Regions from separate parts of the Mus musculus genome. Here regions 1 and 3 are each linked to region 2. A link is a contact called in public Micro-C and promoter capture Hi-C data. All regions are on one chromosome and are shown on one strand. The core of a region is the stretch at or near the end of the contact, and the rest is flanking DNA. Distances in the headings are between cores, read along the strand shown. Region 1 overlaps Trpm4 (transient receptor potential cation channel, subfamily M, member 4). Region 2 holds the start of Hsd17b14 (hydroxysteroid (17-beta) dehydrogenase 14). Region 3 holds the start of Trpm4 (transient receptor potential cation channel, subfamily M, member 4).

What was found. A called contact is a pair of places that touch in the nucleus more often than the background predicts. Capture Hi-C pulls out chosen DNA fragments and counts their contacts.
Region 1: a contact with region 2 is called in a Micro-C map of the G1E-ER4 cell line, with 2.8 times the contacts expected there. The contact joins the enhancer-like site here to the promoter of Hsd17b14 in region 2. A contact is called at or near these places in 6 of 39 promoter capture datasets (the HPC-7 cell line, hippocampal neurons, liver and 2 more), 3 of 15 datasets of contacts at CTCF or cohesin (embryonic stem cells, large pre-B cells and pro-B cells), 24 of 484 Hi-C or Micro-C datasets (B cells, the G1E-ER4 cell line, the HL-1 cell line and 13 more), 6 of 115 datasets of contacts at active chromatin or transcription factors (embryonic hindbrain, embryonic stem cells, memory CD8 T cells and 2 more) and 3 of 9 other capture datasets (adipose tissue, liver and pancreatic islet).
Region 3: a contact with region 2 is called in a promoter capture Hi-C map of pancreatic islet. The contact joins the promoter of Trpm4 here to the promoter of Hsd17b14 in region 2. A contact is called at or near these places in 8 of 39 promoter capture datasets (the 3T3-L1 cell line, hematopoietic stem and progenitor cells, hippocampal neurons and 5 more), 5 of 484 Hi-C or Micro-C datasets (embryonic retina, embryonic stem cells, growing oocytes and 1 more), 5 of 115 datasets of contacts at active chromatin or transcription factors (bone marrow-derived macrophages, embryonic stem cells, large pre-B cells and 1 more) and 4 of 9 other capture datasets (adipose tissue, liver, macrophages and 1 more).

What each region holds. Positions count from the first base shown.
Region 1 is chr7:45,303,878-45,308,493 of GRCm38.p6, forward strand. It overlaps Trpm4 (transient receptor potential cation channel, subfamily M, member 4), which reads right to left. Exons shown (of 25, transcript NM_175130.4): 20 at 4,367-4,544; 21 at 1,412-1,617; 22 at 1,071-1,203; 23 at 918-990; 24 at 732-837. Among named protein-coding and RNA genes, the nearest start is that of Gm39006, 3.8 kb to the left of the region's middle. Within about 2 kb of position 1,549, at least 32 of the 459 cell types and tissues checked have an H3K27ac peak or open chromatin away from gene starts, as enhancers often do. A contact at or near this core is called in the G1E-ER4 cell line, cerebral cortex, hippocampal neurons and 1 more, where this site is marked.
Region 2 is chr7:45,552,793-45,557,109 of GRCm38.p6, forward strand. Hsd17b14 (hydroxysteroid (17-beta) dehydrogenase 14) reads left to right here and starts at 2,136. Exons shown (of 9, transcript NM_025330.3): 1 at 2,136-2,274; 2 at 3,263-3,301; 3 at 3,521-3,603. The coding sequence starts at 2,187. It overlaps Plekha4 (pleckstrin homology domain containing, family A (phosphoinositide binding specific) member 4), which reads left to right. Exons shown (of 20, transcript NM_001381849.1): 18 at 453-502; 19 at 777-889; 20 at 973-1,437. The coding sequence ends at 1,235.
Region 3 is chr7:45,331,681-45,336,237 of GRCm38.p6, forward strand. It overlaps Trpm4 (transient receptor potential cation channel, subfamily M, member 4), which reads right to left and starts at 2,100. Exons shown (of 25, transcript NM_175130.4): 1 at 2,007-2,100; 2 at 1,702-1,772. The coding sequence starts at 2,030. It overlaps Hrc (histidine rich calcium binding protein), which reads left to right and starts at 3,589. Exons shown (of 6, transcript NM_010473.2): 1 at 3,589-4,557. The coding sequence starts at 3,747.

The DNA.
Region 1 (4,616 bases), core at 299-2,798, 250 kb before region 2:
GGTTTAGATCAAATAGACCTGTGGGCATGTCTGGGGGGCATTATCTTGATTGCCAATTGGTGTAGAAAGGCCCAGGCCACTGTGGGCAACCCCATTTCCTGGGGTGAGGAGTCCTGAACTGTTTGCTGAAGCTGGCTGGACGGAAGGTGCTGTGGTCCAGCGAACAGCGTTGTTCGTGGCTTCTGGTGCGTTTCTTTGGCTGTGAGCTTTCTGGTTATAGGTGAGAACGTCCACGCTCTCTCCCTGTTTCCCTCACTGATGGATTGTAACCTGGAAGCATAAGCCAAGTAAATTCTTCATCCCCTAAGTTGCTTTTGGTCGGTATTTTATCCTAGCAACAGATATGAAACCAGAACAGGCACACAGCAGCCATATTAAAAAGAGCGGGGAGAGACAGTGGCACCCTGGGGTGAACACCGGACCCACTTCAAAAGACGGGGGAGTGGGGCAGGTACAGAAGGATTTCGCAGTGTGTCGGGACAGCAACCCAAAGCCAACTGGAGACACCTGGGCCTAGGGATAGGTCCCGTTTCAAGGAATGAATGAGAGAGAGAGAGAGAGAGAGAGAGAGAGAGGTCAACCCTGGCCTGCACAGGCATGCACACTCACGCCAGCTACACACATCCCCACACAAGCAGACAACAGAGCCTTCAGCAGACCAAGCAAGGGACCCAGGAACAACGGGAAGGCCCACGGGGGGATGTCTTGCAGAAGCCCAGGACCACACTGACCTTTGGAACCAGTGGGGCTCGGAGGGGGTGGGGCCCCTGGAGGCAGCAAGGCAGAGTGGCTAAGGGCCTCAGCCATCCAAGTCAGGACTCGAGAACAGTGTTGGACCTGGGAAGACAGGAATAAGTCAAGGCAGGAGCAGGGAAGCAGGGGGTCCCAGCCCCGCCAGCCCACGCCCAGGTCCTCACCTCTCTCTCCAGCCCCCTCAGACGCCGATCGTACTCTCTGATCTGTCCCAGCTGCTTCAGTGCAGTGTCCACCCTAAAAAGAGAGAGAGTTCTCCTAGCTGAAGACAGAACGTCCCACCTGCAGGTCCTGCCCACAGCAGGCCCCCGCCTCACTTCTGAGACGTGCGTTTCAAACGCTCCGAGTCACTGTCTCGCTTGTCCCGAGCTTGTGCCAACAGGAAGTTCTCTTTGTGCACAGACTCCCAAGTCAGCAGCTTCCGCTCTGCTTCCTTAGAGAGACAGACACCTGCAGGGCCAAGTCCCAGGAGTCAAAGGGCAGGACCACTTGGGAACTTGTCCCCTCCCCAAAGCCACCAAATTCCTCATGCCTCGTCCCCAGATGGGTGCAGATCCTGACACCTTCCCCGAGCCCCACCCACCTGCTTTTCTTCTCCCCTCCCCAAACGCCCCCCCCCCCCCGCCCCACTCCCATGCAGACCAAGCTCCAGTCTCACGGAAGTGCTCGAAGACTGGGGAGGCGGGCAAGTTAGCCCTGCGACACCTGCGACACCTGCGCAGCCACTTGATGAGGAGGCGCACATGAGAGATGATGATGAGGGGTGGGGCCAGGGCAGGCCTCGAATGGAATTCCCGGATGAGGCTGTAGCGCTGTGCCTTCCAGTAGAGGTCGCTGTTGCCGTGCACTTTGCTGAAGGTGTAGCTGTGGAGGCCAGAGGTCAATAGTCACGGGAAGCCAATAAAGGACCCTGATCATAGGACTGGATTAGGAGTCGAGATAAAGTAGTCAGAGACCGCAAGAGCACGTGGCACCCGCAGAGCACTCACATTCAGTTCTCAGCACTAATATGGAAGCTCCAATTCCAAAAGATCAGTGCCTTCTTCTGGTCTCTGCCAGCACTGTACTCATGTGGTGTACATGCATGTATACATACATACATACATACATACATACATACATACATACAATGGATGAAGAGTCTGCACGGGTTCCAGGCATCAAGCTGAGGTCCTTGAGCTTGCAAGACAAATGCTTTACTGACTGAGCCACGGCCACCCAACTCCAACATTCTGGCTTTGATGTTTTCAAAATTCTACAGTGGGTTCTTGATAGTTTTTGTTTTTGTTTTTGAGACAGGGTTTCTCTGTGTAGCCCTGGCTATCCTGGAACTCTTGTAGACCAGGCTGGCCTTGAACTCAGAGATTCACTGGCCCCTGCCTCCCAAGTGCTGGGATTAAAGGCATGAGCCACCATTGCCTGGATTTTTTTTTTAAAGGTTAATTTATTTTTACATGCATAACTATTTTGCCTACATGTATGTCTGTGCATATTACCCACAGAGGCCAGAAGAGGATGTCGGATCTCCTGGAACTGGGATTACAGGAAGTTGTGAACTTCCACGTGAGTGCTGGGAGTCGATCCCATGTCCTCTATAAAAGCAGTCAGTGACCCTAACCACTGAGCCATCTCTCCATCCCCTGTTTGATTCTGATATAGGGATTCATGTACCCCAGGCTTCTGATCCTCCTGCCTTGACCTTCCGAGTGCTGGGACAAGCTTGCTCCACCACACCATCCTGAGCCCAGCTGGTTTCTAACAAGGACTTTATGCCCAGTGTCTTTAATGCACTCTCCTGAACTGACACAAAGACTGAAGTAGGGCCTGTCCTCACACTGCGAACTAAATTAACTCCAAATGGGCTAATGATCAATAGCTAAGAGCTAAACCCCAAAATCAACTCTTAAGTTTCCAGACTCTGGAGTTTAGATTGACCCTCTGTATGGGACTGTAAAATGTGTGGGTTTTTTAAAATTTCTTTTTCCTTTTAATGTTTCCTATTCTTACAAATAATAACCAGTTCTCTTAACTCCCTGCCAGCCCTCCTCCTAGTTTCCAGCCCCGCCCCTTCAAAGGTTTCTCCCAACTGATCTACCCTCAGCTGGGGACAGTCTGCTTCGGATTCCGGGCATCGAGCTGAGGTCCTTGTGTTTGGCGCATAACAGGCTCAGAATGAGTGGTTGGTCAGAATGAAGGTGTGCATTAGTGACTAAATCAACTTGGGTCCATTTAATACCAAATAGCTCGTTGTTTCCTCTGTGTTAAAAGCTCTGTGAAGATGCCCTGGGAAGTCAATACATGGGCAGCATTGTGAGCACAATGTCATGAGTGGAGGTGTGACCCAGGTCCCTGCTCATTTGCTAAGGCTGTGTGACAGCAGAGGTGAGGAATCTGAGGCAGGGCTCTGCTTATGCCAACGTAAAGAGACAGCTAAGAGTCTCCACCCCAATATTGTCTCCCTGACTCTGCACAAATAGGGAATAAATGCGTTACCACGTGAGCGAGCGACTGGGATTCAGCATGCGTAGGGACTGGGCTCTAGATCCACTAGGTTAAGAGCCTGCGTGAGTGTGTCCCTTCTCCCAGTTTTCCCAATCTAGCAGCTCCAAACTGTAACAACTGGTCTAGCCTATCTTCTCAGCTCAGCTTCTCCTGGCTCAACTGTCTCCAACTGTCTTCTCTTCTCACCCTGGTTGCCCAAGCCCAAGTCCTTTCTCAGCCTCAGCTGGCCTTATATATCCTCTCCCGTTCCCGGAAATCCAAAAGGCAATCACCACTGAAGTCCCTGGCATCAGGCAATTCTAACAGCTATGAGCTCTTTTGTTTGTTTGTCTGTTTTTCTTTTTGTTTTCTTTCCAGACAGGGTTTCTCTGTGTAGCCCTGGCTGTCCTGGAACTCACTCTGTAGACCAGGCTGAGCTGGAACTCAGAGCTCTGCCTGCCTCTGCCTCCCAAGTGCTAGGATTAAAGGCCTGACTCAGCTAAGAAATCTTAAAGAACCAGTTAACTAGCAACTGGGGATCCTTTGAAGGACCAGACACACAAAATAAATCACATTACATGCGACAAGAGCAAGAATATAAGCAACAAAAACCAAAAACCAAAACCAAACAAACAAAAAAAAACCGGACTGGAGCGATGGCTCAGCTAAGGTTAAGAGCACTGGCTGCTCTTGCAAAAGGATCCAGACTCAGTTTCCAGCAGCTACTCGGTAGCTCACAGTCACCTGTAACTCCAGTCCCAGAGGATCCGATGTCCTTCTTCTGACCACCATAGGCACTTTCCACGCACATGGTACACATACATACATGCAGGCAAAACATTCATACACACAAATAAAACAAACTGCAAACAAGTCACTAAAGTGGGCTTCTTCAAAAGAAAAGCGTTTAGTGCCCTGGAGGCACGCATGTGATCCCGGTGCTAAGAGGTAGAGGCAAGATTACCCTAAGTTCCAAGACACTGCCTCAGAGATGCCAAAACAATAGCAACGAGTTTCAAAGCCCAGGTAAGGAAGGCACAGGATCAGGCCAGCACTGGGTCAAAGTCAGGACATGGCACATATTGAACAGGTTCAAGTTGGGGGAAGCCCCGGGTGGCAAGGCCAGGCACACCTGAACATGGCGATGAGCAGGTTGAGCAACAGGATATTGGCCACCAGCAAGAAGACGATAAGGAGCAACACCACCAGCCAGTTGGCATACTGGGACACACAGGAGCCTGCGACGGGCCCCTCCGGATGAGCCCAGGAGCCCCGCTCCATTGAGCAGTTACCTGGAATCATGAGGGCCACTGCAAAAGGAACAGCAGGTGTGAGCAGAGAGAAGCAGGGAGAGGGGAGGAGATGGGAGACAGAGACACAGT
Region 2 (4,317 bases), core at 886-3,385:
AGTGCATGTCTGTGATCCCCTTGGCACTAAGACGGGAAATGGAAAATCGTGGATCCCCAGAAGCTCTGGGGTCAGCCAGTCAGCCCAACATGCTGAGGTTCCAGGCTGATGGGAGATCTTATCCCAACCAAGAACAGAGGATCAGAGGAGGGGACTCCTCTGGTCCTCTCATCTTCCTAGTATCTGCATGTAGGTCGGTGGGAAGACAGGACCGAGGAGAAGGAGAAGGGGATGGGGAGGGTGTCAAAGAAGGAGGGAGAGAAAACAGGGGCTTCAATGGCAAAATTCTATTCCTCCCCCCAGCCCTTTTCTTTCTTTTGTCCCCTTCCCTCTCCTCTTTTCCCCATCCCGCTTTCCTCTCTTCTTTCCATCTGGACACAAGTCCACCAGGCTGGCCTTGAACTTGTGACCACTCTCCACAACAAGAATTGTAACCAATACTTCCTTTCCAGCCTATTGTTGGAGCTGCGAAATGGCTCAGGAGTTCTGGGTCCTGGAGTAGGTATGGCTCTAGTGTGGGGAGTGGCAATGGGGGAGGGGCAGAGGCAGTGGTGTTATCATAGCCAGGAAGCCCCTCATGCCTGGTCAGTAATAGCAGAGCTCCTGTGGCCTGTATCAGACCCAGCGGTTCCTACTGTAATGGTGACCTCACTGCTGGTCTACTGGTAATAAATGCAGAGAGCCTGAGCTTAAAGTCCTCTAGATAGATACCCGCTAGGAAGAACTCCCAGCGAGCCCCAGTGGCCTGTGTGACACCCGTGGCTTATTTTCTGTAGTCCCAGGCACTCTGCAACCTGCTCACCAGTACCTGGAGGCCACCGGGAGCGAGTGCTCAGCCTCTCCCAGGCTCTAGCTACAGAGGCTTCCCAGTGGCACAGGCTGATGGCAGGTGAGGCGCCCAGGCTCTGAGGGAGGAAGCCTGGAAGTGTGGATGTCACGTGATTAAGTTAACACTGCTCCTTATCCCTTTAGCCTCTCCAGGCAGAAATTTGGATACCAGGGGAGACTGTCTCCAGCCAAGCCCACAGCCTCCCAGTGAAGAACTGCCCCAGGTCACCTCGTCCCCAGCTCCTCACAAGGCTACTTCTGCTACCACAGGGTTCTCATGCCAAGGCAGCCGGAGAGGCCTGGCCCCATGGGAGGCCAGGTGGGACCCTGGGAAGGCCCCTCCAGCTCTGACCCAGGAAGAGGGGGCATGGCCCTTCAGAGTCACTCTGCTGCAGTCCAGCTTTTGACTCCCATCTTTATACTGAGCCCTACAAGCTGGAAGCACAACTTTGAGGTGTGGGACCATTCAGGACCACAGGGGAGAGGTTCATTCCAGCATGTATTCTAGGAGGGCCAGGGCCGCTATGGTCAAAGATTGATTTTCCCAACACTGTCCAAAATTGGATGAAAACTTTGAACTATTAGTCAATAAATAGCTTTTATTCTCTCTGTGGTTGTGACATTGTGTTCTGACAAACAAGGGTAAGGGCCCAATCTGCAGTGGTGGCACACGCCTTTTATCCCAGCACTTGGGAGGCAGAGACAGGTGGATTTCTGAGTTTGAGGCTAGCCTGATCTACAGAGTGAGTTCCAGGACAGCCAGGGCTATACAGAGAAACCCTGTCTCGAAAAACAAACAAACAAACAAACAATATGGGTCTGAGGGAGGAGGCTGGAGCCTGAATCAAGCCAGAAGAAGTAGCCCTGGTCTTACAAGTCAAAGGAAAAAAAAAAAAAAAAGAAAAAAAGCCGGGTGTAGTGGCGCACGCCTTTAATCCCAGCCCTTGGGAGGCAAAGGCAGGCGGATTTCTGAGTTCCAGGCCAGCCTGGTCTACAAAGTGAGTTCCAAGACAGCCAGGGCTATACAGAGAAACCCTGTCTCGAAAAACCAAACCAAACCAAACCAAAACAAAACAAAAAAAACAAGTCAAAGGGAGCAAGGCTGAAGTCAGTCTGAGGAGGCAGAGCTGGGGTGAGGGTCCCTGAGTCTGAAGGAGGACTGTCAGTTTGGGTACCCTGGGACTGAAAAAGAAGGGCTAGGAAGGAGAGTCCTCAGTTCTCCCAGGTGTGCCTTCCTAGAAACACCCCCTCCCAAGGTCAGCCTTCAGTGACCCAGCCTGTATATCTGGTTCCACCCCACTGCTTCTCTGGACTGTGGAGGTGGGAAGAGGTCCAGAGGGCGTGGGATACAGCTGGGGATGGCTGCAGTAACCCGATATTCTGGGAAGGTGGTGGTGGTGACTGGAGGCAGCCGGGGCATCGGGGCTGCGATCGTGAGAGCCTTCGGTGAGTAAGGGTCTTCCCGCCTGCTGTCTGAATTGTTGTAGGAGAGAAAGGATGACTGACAGAGGTTCCCAGAGTGGGAGGAGGAGACTCAGGTTCATTTCTGTAATGATTTATTTGTTCTTAAATGATTTGTTTATTTTTATTTTCCTCTGCATTGTTGTTGAATCTGGCTGAGAGTATTAGATCCCTTGGAACTGGAGTTACAAACAGTTGTGAGCTGCCATATGGGCACTGGGAAATGAACCTGGGTCCTTTGGAATAGCAGCCAGTGCTCTTAACTGCTGAGCCATCTCTCCAGTCCCTCAGTCCATTTGGATTGTTGGGTCTTTGCTGATAGGTTGGTCATTAAAAACTCTTCCTTGGGCTGGAGAGATGGCTCAGCGGTTAAGAGCACTGACTGCTCTTCTGAAGGTCCTGAGTTCAATTCCCGGCAACCACATGATGGCTCACAACCATCTGTAATGAGATCTGGCATTTCTGGAGTGTCTGAAGACAGCTACAGTGTACTTACATATAATAAATAAATAAATCTTAAAAAAAAAAAAAAGTTCTTCCACTGGCCTGGCAGTGGTGGCATATACCTTTAATCCCAGCACTTGGGAGGCAGAGGCAGGCGAATCTCTTGAATTTTAGGCCAGCCTGATCTACAGAGTGAGCTCAGAACAGCCAGGACCATACAGAGCAACTCTGTCTCAAAAATATAAAAATAAAAAAAAAAATCTTCCCTGGATCGGTTCCTAGCTGCAAATGATAGCTTTGAGAGTATTATTGCCTATCGGTTTGGGATTTTTCTAGAATCCAGGATGGGGGCCAACAGCAGCTTAATGAAAAAGGTTATTTGTTGCAAGATTCTGCTCTTGTAAGAGGACTGAAGCCAGTCACAAGAGCCGCTGGAGTGGCAGGTGCTCTGGGTGGTGGCCAGCAGAGGGCACCAGAGATGGTGAGGAAAGTCTGCAGGGCTTGTAACCTTGTTCTCTTCTTTTGGCAGTGGACAGTGGGGCTCAAGTGGTTTTCTGTGACAAGGATGGTGAGTGATTCAGTGTTCGATTCTCCCTTGCCTCCTCCATCGAAAGGGATCCGCGCCTAGCTCTCCTCCCTTGAACCCAGCTCTGCTTCCTCGGACCCAGGAATTCAAGTCCTGGCTTTCTTCCCTCCCATCCAGGGCTCTTCCCTAGCCCTCTACCCTCAGACTCTGGTGTCCAAGCCTCAGCTCTCCTTCCTCAGACCCAAAATCTTTCTCCTGCAGAGGCTGGGGGCCGGGCTCTGGAGCAGGAACTCTCGGGCACTGTTTTTATCCCCGGTGACGTGACACAGGAAAGAGATTTGCAGGTGAGTGTTTTCTGTCCCACACCTGGTCTCCAGTCCCTCTTTCCAGCTACCCATGCCCAGGACAGCTCAGTCCCTCTGCCCTGCTCTCCCTCCCATCTTTAGGAATGAACAAAACACTTGCTTCCTGTATCAAATTTCTGACTTCCCTGCACTCAGAATCTGTTATGTGCCTCCAGGTTTAGCCCCAGTCTGGGCCTCTGTCTCTCTGTCTGTGTATCTCAGCTCCCCACCACCCTCAGGGTCTGTAGACCCTCCTTCTGAGGCTCTGCCTTATACACACACCCCTCTCCAAAGTTTTCTAAGGTGGTGTGCTGATAAGTGTTATATCAACTCTACCCAAGCTACAGTCATTTGGGAAGAGGAAATCTCACTAGAAAATGGCCCCACCAAATTGGCATGTGGGCAAACCTGCTGTTCATTTTCTTTTTTCTTTTTTCCCAAGATAGGGTTTCTCTGTGTAGCCCTGGCTGTCCTGGAACTCATTCTGTAGATCAGGCTGGCCTTGAACTCAGAAATCCGCCTGCCTCTGCCTCCCAAGTGCTGGGATTAAAGGCATGTGCCACCACTGCCCTGCTCAATTTCTTTTTCTTTTTTTTTCTTTTTTTTCGAGACAGGGTTTCTCTGTATAGCCCTGGCTGTCCTGGAACTCACTTTGTAGACCAGGCTGGCCTCAAACTCAGAAATCTGCCTGCCTCTGCCTCCCAAGTGCTGAGA
Region 3 (4,557 bases), core at 850-3,349, 220 kb before region 2:
AGGCCAGAAGAGGGCGTCAGATCCACTGGAATGGGAGTTACAGGTGGTTGTGAGCTGCCTGGGCAGTGCTGGGCACTGAGTGCTTGTCTATAACAGCAGCCAGAGTTACTAACCACGGGACCATCTCTACAGCCCCTGGTGGCTTTCTGGTGCTCAGGTTTCTTGGGTTTGGGTTTTTGGTCCTGGGAACGGAACCCAACACATGCTAAGTATGTGTGCTACCCCTGAATTACACCCTAAGCCCAGAGGTGTAAGAAGGAAAGAAGAGGAAGGCGAGAGAGACAGGGGGCCTTTGTATTTTCCTCACCTGCCTCCATGGATTCAATCTCCACCTATAGCTGGGACCTCAGACCCCAGTATGAATCTCACTCTTCTGCTAAGTACCAGCAGGGTCCCAATCCTCCCCTGCCCGTCTCCAAGGCCCATCATGTACACAGAAGGACCGGCACTCAGCATCCCCTTCCAAACCTGCTTCTTCTCCTGGGCTCATCATCTTGGTGATGGTCCCAATCTCTTCTCACCTTTCTGAATTCCTACCCGCCCTCACGCAGCCCCAGGAAACCACACTCGGGATGGCCTCTGAGAGCCCATGAGGTCTACCACCAACCTTCCCACTCACAACACTCTTGACAGCCTGAACTCTGCTCTACTTTCAAGCCACGCTGGGCTGTCCTTAGGGAGGACTTCGACCGAGCACTTCCAAGGCCCAGAGCCACCTTCAAAGCACCACACTGCACCATCTTTCCAATGACACCTGTAGCCCACCAGCTCCCATCTTGTCCCACTGACTTTAGTCACGCTGTCTGTGACCCTCTGCCAGACCCACCAGTAAACCAGTATCTCTGTTTATTTATACAACATTTTCCTGTCCCACACTGGTGGGACAACAGGCTCCTGATAAAGTCACACTAAGGAAATCAGGTGTCACTGCCCCAAGGCCAAAAGTCTACCCTGAGAACTGAGTTAAAGCTGGACCCCGCTAGGGAGACTAAGCATGCAGCCAAGAAGCCTATAGGGCTTGCTCCTGTCCCCTGCCACCTACAGCACAGCACAGCTTGCAGTGGCAATTGCCCTCTTCTTCTCATGGGAGTTGCAGATATTCCCGGATGTTTATTAGATGTTATTAGGTGATGGGCAGAGTTCCAGAAATGTCCCAGAGTGACCTTGTTTAGTTTGCACAGCGGCCCCAGAAGGGAGGAGCTGTTCTGTGCCCAGGTGACAAGCGCAGCCCTAGAAGGGAATTACTATCCCAAAGCTGCAGAGCTATGTAAGGCTGGCAGGGCTGTGTGGCTATGCTCGCTGAGCCGGGATGACACAGAAAGCCGAAGCAGAGACAAATGACACAAAGAGACAGAGACACAAAGACACAGAATGGATCCCCACCTAGAGGGGAATGAAGAATTCGGGGCGTGCCCTAAGCAGGGTGGCCCAAAACAAGGGCAGGGGGAGGGGTCTGTCTCAAGTGAAGGCGGGAAGGTCCTTAGTGGGCGGGGTCTGAGTGTGTTGAGCTGAGACTTCTGTGGTGGGTGGGGTGTGTCTGTGCACCAAGACCTCCTGCGGTAGGCAGTGAAGGTCAGTCTGTGGTGGGCACCCTTGTCTGCGTTGAGTGGGGCGAGTCCAGTCTATGGGGGCGGAGCCTGTCTGCAGTGGGGCAGGGCCCGCGAACCTACGCTGCCAGGTCAGCAGCCCCGAACTGCTCACCCCGCATCATCGGAGAGGTCCACTATGAACGTCGTGCACACCTTCTTCCTGAAGATCTTAGGGATCCAGCTCTGAGAACCGGAACAAGAAGGGCAGGGCAGGGAGTCGAGTCAGACCCACAGGATTCGAAGACAACCCCGCGCGCCCACGGGACACACTGGGAACTCCTCCCTCGGGCTCAGCCAGGAACCCACGCAGCTCGGTCTGGGAACTCCTGGTCCAGCCACTGCAGCATCTGACCCGGATCCCCGGAGCTGGCTCCGCCTCTGGACCCCACTCACTCCCAGCCCCACGCTGTGCGATACCTGCTCCTTCTCCGGCCCCACCATGCTGCTGCCGCAGCCCCTGAGGCTCCGTGTATTTCCTCCAGCCGCCGACCCGCCCGACCAAACCGGATCCGCAACTTCGCAGCCCAGCCCGGGGCGGGGAGTCCCGGGACACGTCACGGGAGGCGGGGAGAGGGCGGCTGCGGAGGAGGGACAAACTCTGCTGCCAAACCAGTGATGGGGTCGGTTTGGGGGACAAGAAAGACCGAGAGTTGGAAGGCAGAGCAAGCGGAGGAACGAAGGAAGCAGAGTGGGGCACACGATAGATGTCAGCCATGGGACAAACATAGATTCGGAGAGACAGAGACTGAGAGAAAGACCCAGAGAGAGAGAGACAGAAACTAAGAGAGGGACCCAGAGAAAGAAAAGGGGGCAGAGACCCAGAGAGAGAGAGAGAGAGAGAGAGAGAGAGAGAGAGAGAGAGAGAGAGAGAGAGAATATGAAGACAGCAATACAGAAAAAGAATGAGATATCCAGAGATAGTTAGAGACAGATAGAAATACAAAGTGATAGAGCAACAGAGTCCCAGATTCAGAGAGGAGAGACAGAGAGAACAGAGACACAGAGAGAACTAGAGAGAGAGACACACACACAGAGACAGAGATACAGGGAGAAAGAGAGAGACAGAGAGAGAGAAAACACACACACACAGAGGAGAGACAGAGACAAACACAGACACACACACAGAGACAGACAGACACACAGAGAGACAGGCACACACACACAGAGACAGACAGACACACACAGAGAAACAGACAGACAGACACACACACACAGAAAGAGAGAGAGAGAAGAATCAAAGAGAAGGATCAGGGAAGACACAGTAGGAGAGGAGAGGTTAGAATCCTGAGAAGAAACACGGAAGCTCAGAACAGTGACTATAATGGGGGGGGGGGGGTTGACTCATAAAGGACAAAAACTCAAAGACGGTGGATATACTGACAAGTGTGGGGTGGGTGACACTGACCAGCAGAGAAGGCAGTGACACCTGTTTGCAGCCAAGTCCCTTTGGTGGGGACAGCTGAGGCCTAGTAACCTGAGCCCCCAGCACCTCCCCCCTGTTGTATTTATAGCACTGGTCTGGTCCCCTGTCCCCAGATCTGAGTTCCAGTGAGAGGAGGTCATGGGGTGTTGGGCACAGTATTCCTTCACTGTCTTCCACAGCTTCTGCAGGACACCACTGTCACACCGAATGTCCCATTCTGCCTGCACGCTTCCCAGTGTTTACCTTGCAGGGGGCCCTCTGCTCCTGCATCCTCCTCTCCCAGAGCCCCAGGCTTTCCCAGCAAGACACTCTAAACGTTCAGCCTTTGTGCTAAAAATGCCAAACTTGAGCTTGTCACGTCCCTGCCTCCCCCCCCCCGCCCCCGCCATGAAGACCCCTCCACCACCCAGTCCTGAGCCAGAGGAACAGGAGGGGAGGGGCAGGCAGGGAGTGACCAGAATAACTTAGGCTCTGGATAAATTTAGCAGCAAGAAGGGGAGGGGACAGACCCCATTGGTCCAGCAGTGGGAAGGGAGGTCCTGGAACCAGGGTCACAGCTGCAAAGGGGACATCCTCAGAGGGTCATCCAAGACCTGAGGAAGATAGAGAGGCAGAGAGTGGGAGCTATACCACGACAAAAGGGACAATCTGAAAGTCAAAGCCAAAAAGGCACAAGGACCCATCAGAGGCAGCTGAAGCCAGCCTGGTCAGACGCTCAGCTGCTAAACGTCCCCATGGGCTTCCAGGGGCCATGGTTGCACACTTGTCTCCTTTGGGCCACAGTGGCCATCCTGCTGGTCCCTCCAGTGGTGACCCAGGAGTTGAGAGGGGCCGGTCTGGGCCTGGGCAACTGGAACAACAATGCAGGCATCCCTGGGTCCTCAGAGGACCTATCAACTGAGTTTGGTCACCACATCCACCGGGGATATCAAGGTGAGAAGGACAGAGGCCACAGAGAAGAGGGTGAAGACTTCTCCAGGGAATATGGCCACAGGGTCCAAGACCACAGGTACCCTGGCCGCGAGGTTGGAGAGGAGAATGTCTCTGAAGAGGTCTTCAGAGGGCATGTTAGACAGCTCCACGGGCACCGGGAACATGACAATGAAGATTTAGGAGACTCGGCAGAGAACCACCTCCCCAGACAGAGGAGCCACAGCCACGAAGATGAGGATGGCATTGTCTCCAGTGAGTATCACCGTCACGTCCCCAGGCATGCCCACCATGGCCACGGAGAGGAAGATGATGACGATGATGGAGGAGAGGAGGAGGAGAGGGTGGATGTGATGGAGGACTCTGATGATAATGAACACCAGGTCCATGGTCACCAGAGCCACTCAAAGGAGAGAGATGAACTCCATCATGCCCACAGCCACAGGCACCAAGGCCACAGTGATGATGACGATGACGATGGTGTCTCTACTGAGCATGGACACCAAGCTCACAGATATCAGGATCATGAGGAGGAAGACGATGGGGACTCAGATGAAGACAGTCACACCCACAGAGTTCAAGGCCGAGAAGATGAAAATGATGATGAAGACGGTG